Linked DNA regions of Mus musculus: region 1 is linked to region 2. The links are chromatin contacts, called in public HiChIP or PLAC-seq maps. All regions are on one chromosome and are shown on one strand. The core of a region is the stretch at or near the end of the contact, and the rest is flanking DNA. Distances in the headings are between cores, read along the strand shown.

The links. HiChIP or PLAC-seq counts read pairs in DNA pulled down with a chosen protein or histone mark.
Region 1: an H3K27ac HiChIP or PLAC-seq map of thymic regulatory T cells shows a contact between it and region 2, with 6 times the contacts expected there. The contact joins the promoter of Acp5 here to the promoter of Pde4a in region 2. A contact is called at or near these places in 1 of 39 promoter capture datasets (liver) and 2 of 115 datasets of contacts at active chromatin or transcription factors (microglia and thymic regulatory T cells).

What each region holds. Positions count from the first base shown.
Region 1 is chr9:22,130,369-22,135,175 of GRCm38.p6, reverse strand. It overlaps Acp5 (acid phosphatase 5, tartrate resistant), which reads left to right and starts at 3,311. Exons shown (of 5, transcript NM_001102404.1): 1 at 3,311-3,439.
Region 2 is chr9:21,163,905-21,168,367 of GRCm38.p6, reverse strand. It overlaps Pde4a (phosphodiesterase 4A, cAMP specific), which reads right to left and starts at 2,654. Exons shown (of 15, transcript NM_183408.3): 1 at 2,136-2,654. The coding sequence starts at 2,440. Gm36118 (a long non-coding RNA gene) reads left to right here and starts at 2,700. Exons shown (of 3, transcript XR_870565.1): 1 at 2,700-3,439.

The DNA of each region.
Region 1 (4,807 bases), core at 2,062-4,561, 970 kb before region 2:
CAGGAGGATGGCTTGAGGCCAGGAGTTTCAGGGCAACCTGGACTAACCACAAATCCTAATCTCAAAAAACTACAATAAGCAGAGCACAGCATGGGGAGCACGCCTCTGGTCCCAGCACTTGAGAGCGCAAGCCAGCCTCTGGATATTTGAGGCCAGCCAGGTCTACCTAGCGAGTTCCTGTGACACTGCCTAAAAACAAACAAACAAACAAACAAACGAGCAGGCTTTGTGACACTGATCCTCAGTGCTCTGCAAGCCCAGGAGTTCAAAGTCATCCCCAACTCCCCGGGGGATGAGGCCAGCCTGGTCCCTAAAATGTCTGTAGATTTTACCAGCTTTCCACCAGTGTCCTCCTGGTGGCCTGGAATTCCCACCATACTCAGGCTCCACCGCTGGCTCTTTGGTCTCCTCAGACTCCAACCTGTTTGTTTGTTTGTTTATGCAGCCTCTGGCTCTGAGGCTGAAGTTCATGGTCCTCTGACTTCTGCCTTCCCAGTGCTGGGATCCCAGGCGTGGCCACCTTGCCCGGCTGTGTCTGCGCCCATTTGCTTAACTTCATCAGCGTGTGTATGGCATATGTAGGTATGTGTGTACAGGACTTGGAGGCCCGGTCCATCTGTCCTTCCCTCATCTTTGTCAACAAGCACTTTTACACACTGAGCCCTCTCACCATACCTAGCTCATCAGTGCCAGCTATGCAGTTCAGGGAGAGGCACACAGGAAGTGGGGGGGGGGGAGGTGGTTAGGGGATGGGGAATGAGGGGTAGGAGGGGTGGGGGAGCTCACACATTAGCTCAAAGCTACATGACATCATTGAGACATCAGATGAAGATTTCCCTCTGTGTGTGTGTGTGTGTGTGTGTGTGTGTGTGTGTGTGTGTGGTGTGCACCTACCCTCTTCTACTTCAGGATTTAAAATTTTTAATATTTATGTGCATGATATATGTGTGGGCTCACATGGATGCTATGGAAAGACTGTGGAGGTCAGCCAGGCACAGTGGCCTCTACTCCCAGCACTCTAGACGCAGAGGCAGACATAGCTCTGTGAGTTCAAGGGCAGCCTGATCTACCTATCCAATTCCAGAACAGCTAGAGCTACACAGCGAGACACTGTCTTAAAAAAACAAAACAGGGGGCTGGAGAGATGGCTCAGTGGTTAAGAGCATTGACTGCTCTTCCGAAGGTCCTGAGTTCGAATCTCAGCAACCACATGGTGGCTCACAACCATCCTTAACAAGTGTCTGAAGACAGTTACAGTGTACTTACATTAAATAAATAAATAAATCTTTAAAAACAAAGCAAAACAAACAAACAAACCAAAACTGTAGCGATCAGAAGAGAACTTTGTGCAGATGTTTCTCTCCCTCCGCTTTGACATGGGCTCCAGGGACAATCTCAGGCTCCCCTGCAAAGGTCTTCCCAATCCTCTCTGCTTCCATGGCGTTGTGTGATTGTGTAGTGATTGTGAACATGTGTGTGTGTGTGTGTGTGTGTGTGCATGCATGCACGCATGTGCGCACTGTGTGTGTGTGTGTGTGTGTGCGTGCATGCATGCACGCATGTGCGCACTGTGTGCGTGTGTGTGTGTGTGTGTGTGTGTGCGCGTGCATGCACGCATGTGCGCACTGTGTGTGTGTGTGTGCGCGTGAGTTTCCTAAGGCTTGCTTACAGGAGCATGGGAATCTCACCACTGAAGAAACTGCCTCTCCATCCTTCGGTACCTGTTAACTACCGGCAGGTCTCTAGGAGTGTGTAGATTTATTTATTCTTTTCACTTGTGCAGGTGCCTGTGTGAGTCTATATGCACACAAGTGCAGGTGCCTTCGGAGGCCTGCAGAGGCATCAGTTGACCTGGAGCTGAAGTTACAGGCAGTTGTGAGCCTCCCCGCATGTGTCCTGGGAACCAAACCTGGTCCTCTGCAAGAGCAGTGTACAGTTATGAGTGCACTGGGCTATGTGAGAGATAACCACTGGAGCAGTGTACAGTTATGAGTGCACTGGGCATGTGAAAGATAGCAACCCCTGGGATTATGTTCTTTTTCTCAGGAATTCATTTTTTGGGGAAGTGTATTTTTTAGACAGGATCTCACACTTTAGCCCAGGCTGACCCAGTCCTCCCTATTTAGCCCAGTTGTCTCAAACTCACTCCAATCCTCCTGCCATTAACAGACATGATCTACCACACCAGGACTCTTTAAATCTTTATTACATTTATTTACTTACTTATTATTGGTAGGGCAACAACCCGGATGTGGAGGTCAGAGGACAACTTTTGGGAGCCGGTGCTCTCCTTCCGGAAACCTGATGGAACTCAGGCTCTCAAGTCTTGCCAGAAAGTGCCGCTCTGAGCCATCTCGAAGGCCCATCGCCAGACTTTATTCTTTGGGATTCCTTTGTTGTTCTGTTTAGGTTTTGTTTTGGTTTTAGAGACAGGGTTTCTCTGTGTAGCTGTGGATATCCTGGAACTTGCTATATAGATCAGGCCGCCTTTTAACTCAGAGATCTGCTTCCGCCTCTCGAGTGATGGGATTAAAGAAGTGAGTCCCATTCTGGCCCAGCTTTATTTTGTGGAATTCTAAGGACAACCTATTTATTTATGAATGAGACAGTCTCAGGTCTTGAACTTGCTATGGAGCTGAGATTTATCATGAACTCTTGACCCTCTGACCTCCACGGCCCAGGGTTACACTGCGCACCTGGTGTATACCGGCCTGCGTCTGTGACCTAGGGCTTCGTACGTGTTGGCACGCACTCTACCAACTGAGTCACACCCCAGCCTCCCTGCAAACCGGCAAAATTTCTTGTTTGAAATAACAGGAAAGACCTGCAGTGTGCGGAAGAGGATGGCTTTGCTCCGCCCCTCTGGGTCCCTCTCTGCCTAAATTCCTTCTCTCCCGATCAATCTTGAAGGCCTGTTTTACAGGTGGCTGTTATCTGGCACAGATAGCTCAGTCAAATCCCCTCCTCCGCCCCCCCGCGCGCCCCAAACCCACTGCTGGGATGGAACCCGAGCCGCTCTGGGGCCAAGCAAGCCCTCCACCGCTGACCTGCCACCAGCCTGGTATCTTCTCACCCATTTTAAAGACCGGGAGACCGAGCCTGGCTCAGTCCGGGGCTGGACCTCCCCTGCGCGGCCACCAGAGGCTGTGAGCACCCCAAAAGTCGAAGGCAGGTGGTATTGAAATCAGGTCCCGGGTCTCCCTTAACTCCTGGGACTCTGAACCTTGGAGGCGAGGCGCCAGGTAATGGCTGAGGCAGGATTGGGGCGGGGAAACCGAGGCACCCGCCCTCTGCAACTCTGGACTCTGTAGGGCAGGCAGGGAGCCGTGGGCGAAGGCTGGCCCGCGCCGCCTCTTCCCAACTCGTGCAGCCCGGAGCGACCCGCCGCGAATCCGCAGCTCAGTTGGGTAGCACAGCTTGTCCTGGACCCACCGCCAAGGTGAGACTCGCCCGCCAGGCCCTTGCTCTGCCTCCCACGGGGGAGGGGGTCTCTGTCTGTTGGGGCCACCCCACTTCCTTCCTGTTCGCCTCTACTGAGAGGTGCGAGTGGGGAATGCAAGGCAAACTCTTCGCTGGGTGACCTGGGGTGAGTCGCTGACCCTCTCTGAGCCTTTATGCAAAGCACGGAACGAGAGATTCCAGAATCCGAGCTTGCAGGGACCGGAGGGGTTGGTGGTGAGTGTTCAAGGAAGGAGTCTGGAAAGATTGGGCGGCTTGTGAAGTTAAGGAGGGAGGGGAGGAGGTGGGAAGCTGGCCACACCCACCACAGCGCTGGGCTCTGCGGTCGAAACAGCCTGCAGCTGACTGCTGTAGGTGCCAAGGTCAAAAGGCTACAGCCAGCCACGTGGTGTGTGCCTTCTGGAAGTTCCTTAGGCTGGAAACCGGGTGTGGGAAAGGCCATGGAAGAGTGTGGACAGAACTTCCTGGAAAAGGCAGTTATTGCTGCTGTTTATGATGGCGAGGGGGAACTCGGAGACAGTCCCACACTTAGATGACTCCAGATACACAATTTGCACTAGGACTTACAAAACACAGAGGAGACAGGGGGCTGTTACATGGGCGCCACAGAGGAATTATTTAGGCCTGTAATTCCAACACTTGGAAGTGGCTCATCTTTGGCTACCCAGGGAGGAAGTTAGGGATAGCCTGGGCTTCTTGAGACACTGTCTCAAAACAAAAACAAAAAAAAAAAAATAATTGGAGTGTATGTCACAGGCAAGCCACTGAGGTTCCCATGCTAGAGTCGAGACACCCACCCAGAAAAAGTGACAGCGAGTTACAGACAGCCAAGGGTGTGAAAACACAGACGTTCAGCCTAGAACAGCCTCAGTGCAGTGAACAGTCAAACTCGGGACCTACAGATGCCCAGTACACATTACCATCAGACCCTGGCTGACTGTGCTGGCTTCGAGAAACTTTTCACGGCTCAGTCTGGCCTGGGTGCCCCCGCCCCAGCCCCATTTCCAGTTCTGGGGAAGTCCAGTGCTCACATGACCCAAGGGGAGGGCTTCTGGACAATCCTCGGAGAAAATGCATCATCTTTCCCAATGATGCACTTCTGCCCCAGAGAATAAAGACTCGGTGATCACCGCTTTTGGTCCAGGAGCTTAACTGCCTCTTGCAGCCTCTCTGACCACCTGTGCTTCCTCCAGGGTAAGTGTCAGAGGAGCGAGGTGGAAGAGGCCTGTGGGGGCCACCTTCCCAGCTCCTCAGCTCCTTGCAGGCCCAATTGCTACTGGTGTGTCTGTGGAACTGACGGCTGTAGATGGCTAGGGTGTGTGTGTGTGTGTGTGTGTGTGTGTGTGTG
Region 2 (4,463 bases), core at 1,405-3,904:
GTTTTTGATTTCTCACTACAGGACAAGCGTTTCACTGTGGCATCCTGTTTGCCTCTAAGTCCAGAGGCCTCAGCAAGGATCTCTGCAAAACCCTTCTCACACCGATTCCTGCCCGGTAGTGCCTAACCGGAAGCCACGGTTTAGAGGATGCTCCTGCAAAGGGTACCTGAACCAGAAGCTCCGAGCCGCTTGTCCGAGATTGACATAGGAGAAAGGAATTTTTTACTTCTTTGATCTGCAGTCTCCTCACCAGTCCAACAGGGATCCCTCACAGGCTGCTGGCAAGGAGGGAGGAGGTAAAGAGGTAAAGGGGAGGGGTAGAGAAAAGCAGAAAAGGCCCCAGGAGCGAGCCATTAAGGAAAGGGCATCCGGATTGTAATTACTACCACTCAGCCTGGTCACCAGACACCAGGGGTCCAAGAGGTCCCCAGGGCCTTAAAAGGGAATAGGGCCTGATTTCTGGAGCTCCACCCCCTGCGCCCTCAGAGACTCCAAGTCTCAGGCTTGGCATTTCCTGTTGATGTGAGGTTTGCTTTTTTTTTTTTTAACAGCTTCTCTCTACTAGTTCCCTCTGGTGGTGGGGGGGGGGGGGGACAGGATCTCAGGAGCCTGACACTTGCTTCCTGGTAGGGACTCAAGCTGCTGGGACTGAGGAGTACTAAAGGAAGGGGTGTCCTTGGAGTGCTGGAGTGCTGTAGGAACTGGGGGGGGGCTCCCCAGAAAGATGTAGGTAGACTGCAGTAATAGTCTAAGGGGGCCTGTTTTAGGACTCAGGCAATAGGCAGTTGTGAGTGAATGTAGGAAGTCCATCACCCCGGGGCCTGGTGAACTCAGTCAGAGCCCCGAGGCTCCACTTACAGTGGCTGTGATCACTGGGACTATCTATGTCAAGAAGACACTGGTAATTAAGGTACACAGGGCAGATGATGCATGGCTTATCGGCCAGAGTAATGACTGTTAGAGCTGCCACTAGATAGAGGTGACAGCATGACTGAGCTGGGTAAAGTGGTGCGCATCTGCCATCTCAGCCCTTAGGAAGCCAAAGCAGGACCGTCACAAGTTCAAGGCCAGCCTCGGCTGACCACAAGAGTGGTCACATTGTCTCACAGGGCCTCAGGGAAGGTTGGCACATATAACAGCCCCAAAGCTCTGAGTCTGTGGAACATATCCTGCCAGCAAGGAGGTGTCCCCTGGAACATGGAAACTGTCGATCTGCTGTCCTTGAAGCAAACAGTCACTATGCCACATTAACCATGGTCCCACAAGGACACAGTTACTCTGTCACCACCACAGACACTATGGCAGAGCCAGCCATCACTGTCATCATGTCACAACTGCACTCTGTGGAGTACAGATACAGCCATGCTGTTACAGCTCTGTGACAGACACCAACATAGTCACCCTGGGACAGTTACAGAAGCCCAGAAGCACAATGCCACTGTCACAATCACTGTCTTCATAGCAGAGTTAGGCAGAGCCCCAAGTACAGGCAGCCCCAGCCTGTCACACACAACTGAAGACCCCTCCCTGAGGCTACCATGGCAGGAATCCCAGCTACTCTACACACCTTCATCTGTCACTTCAGAAAGGTGGGAATTCTTCTTTGATGGGACCTCACATGCCCTTGGCACAGGTCCATGGGGCACCTTGGGGTGCCATGAAGCCCTAACTGCCTGGCTAGGGCTTGTTCCAAGTCATAATACAGCCTGGACTAACACCAGCTACTGTAGGGCTGCCCTGATCCAATTCTCCACCCACTAGCGTCTAGTGTGCTACCCCATGGGAAGTATCCAGCGTGGTTCTTCAGTCACCCCTTATCGAATGTTCCCTAGGACACCCCACAATTAGTCCAGCCTCAGTCAGTCTCTCCAAGAGGTACTCCCATTCCAGCAGCTGCTCTGTACCATTACTGGCTAAGCTTGTAGAGAGCCCTAAAACAGCATGGATCCCCCCGACCCTCAACTTTACCCTGGGTATCCCATAAGTTAAAGGGCTTCTGGTGCAGTGGCGCCCCCTCTCTCCACCCACGCGGGTCACGCTGGCCCCCCCATCCGCCCCACAGCGCCCCCTTTGGCCAGCATTGCGCGTGGCGCCCCTCGAGCGCTTGTGCGCTCCGCTCGCCGGGGGAGTCTCACCGCCTACTGCTGCCTCCGCCGGTACCGGTGCCGTGGAAGGACGAGGGCCAGGACATGCGGGTAGTCCGCAGGCCTGGCCGGTCGCCAGTGTCCACGGCGTCGGCGCGCTCTATGGGCCGGTGCGGCGAGCGCTCTGGCTCTGAGCGCTCGGCACTGTCCGAGTAGCCGCGCTGCTGGATGCGGATCGGGGTCCTCGGCTGCCGCCACAGGTGCTGGGGGGGCGGCTTCAGGGTGGCCTGGCCCTCTCGGGGCCCGGGAAGAGAGAGAGACAGGCTCCTCTCCGAGGGGGCGGCCGGAGGCTCCATGGCTCCCGCTCTGTCTTGTGGGGTGCCCGGGGGCAAAAACGTCCCCTGGCCTGTCCGAGCTCAGTGGCGCCACGGCCGAGGTGCTTGGGGACCCACGGGAGCTCCTGGCCTCAGTGGGGCCATGGCGCCCAAGGACGGAGAACGCGGACGGCGGCGGCGCCGGTGTCCTCCTGGCGCTTGGAGCCCGCTGCGCTCTCGGAACCCGGCGCCAGCCGCGACTCCCCGCCCCGGCCCGCCCCTCCCTGCCCCCCCACCCGCCCGCCCGCCTGGCGACTGTCACAGCGCCACCCCCTCCTCCTCCAAGGAGAGGAGGGTGGCGGTCCTCCACACCCACGCACAACCCATTCCCGCCGGGGAGGGGGCGCCAACGCGCGCCAATCTCCAAGAGCCCTTTGGAGCAGCAAACAACGCACAGGGACCGAAGAGTTAAAGGGTTAATGGCATCGGGACGAAGACATCCGACTGGTTGGCGGGGTGTCACTCAGCCGCATCCATCAAGGCTAGGGCGGAGTCAGGGGCTGTCGTATCCTCGTTTTTAGAACCCCTGTCACCCTTTATCCCAGGTCCCCTTTTGCGGGAGTGGTCCTCGTGCCACCAGGACGCGGTGTCTGCAAGCTAACAGTATTGCACGCAGGACCAATGACAGCGTGTGGCTCCTCCACCGCCTGGCGGGATGTGAGCGCACGTGGCCCCTTCCGAGGGTTGTCTATGTTTTCGATGACGCCTGGAAGTGTGTGCGCGCACGTGGTGACTGCTCCCGCTGCTGCTGTCGGGGGGGTGTAAGAAGGCGCGCGCACGTGTACGACCCGTCGGGAGGGCGGAGCGTCCCGTGGGGTCTGTTCCGGTGGCCCAGGACTGTGCACACCTTCCCACGCACTCCGGCGCTGTATTGTCATTATAATGGGAGGATGCTGGTGCGAGTTGTGCACGTGATTCTTCCTCAGTTGTCTGTGACTGAGGACGCATGTTGGTGTATGGTCGGCCTGGAGGCATCTGGAGGTATGGGAGTGTGTCCCTTTGGGTCCCCCTGTGACTAATATATAGGTATCGCTACCTCTTATCTTTCAGAATTTTTAAATTACATTATTTGTGTGTGTGTGTGTGTGTGTGTGTGTGTGTGTGTGTGTGTATGGGAACTCGAGTCTCCCACTTCATCATCCAAATGCTACATATCTCAACTACTGCAGCAAGATTTGGTCCAGCTGTGCACCCTCAGTCCTTGCGAATACCCATTAGATGCCGAGGATAGGAGAGGACAGAGGACATTCTGCAGAAGTCAGTTCTCTCCTAACGATTCCCTAGTGGGCCTTGGGAATCGAATTCAAATAGGCAAGCTTGGAGGCAAACGCCCTTACCCACTGAGAATCCCGCTGGCCCAATCGCCGCCCCCTCTTCTTTTAATTTTTAAAGACTTTAAGCTGTTCTTCGAAAGGTAAACTGAGGCAGGTGGGAGGGGTAGCTGGGATAGGAGAGCATTGGAGGGTGAAACCCACCCCTGACGTTTTCAGGCGAGTAAACAATCGGAGCCTTTTCCCCGCGTCCCCCGCCCTCAGAACCCCCCTTCCGGCACCTAAATCCGGAGTTGCCGTGACTCACGCTCCCGCCTCCCTCAGCGCCGTGCCGAGCGAACGAGCAAAGAGCGAGTGGGAATCCGAGCGAGTCGCCATCCCTCCTCCCGGCTCTGGCTGAGCCCCGATGGCTGCTGGGCTGGGGGGTGGAGTGCTGTGTGCCCTCCCGTTTCTCACTTCCCTCCCAGGCTAGATCGCTGCTCAGGTGCTGCAATGTCCCTTGGCCCAAGCCCTCGCCCCCTACATCACCTCTCCTGGTCGTCTAGGGGGACAAGCCTTGTATTCTTGCCCCCACCCCCGTTCTTATTAACACACAGGCAATTGAACCTTTCCCAATTTCCAACTTCCTCAACCGCTTTTCTCTAGCAGGAGGGGACTCCTAGCGTGGGTGAAGGAGCGCGGCATAAGAACTGGCCCCCCACCAACAGCCCCAGGTGTTCCCCAAAGCCAGAACT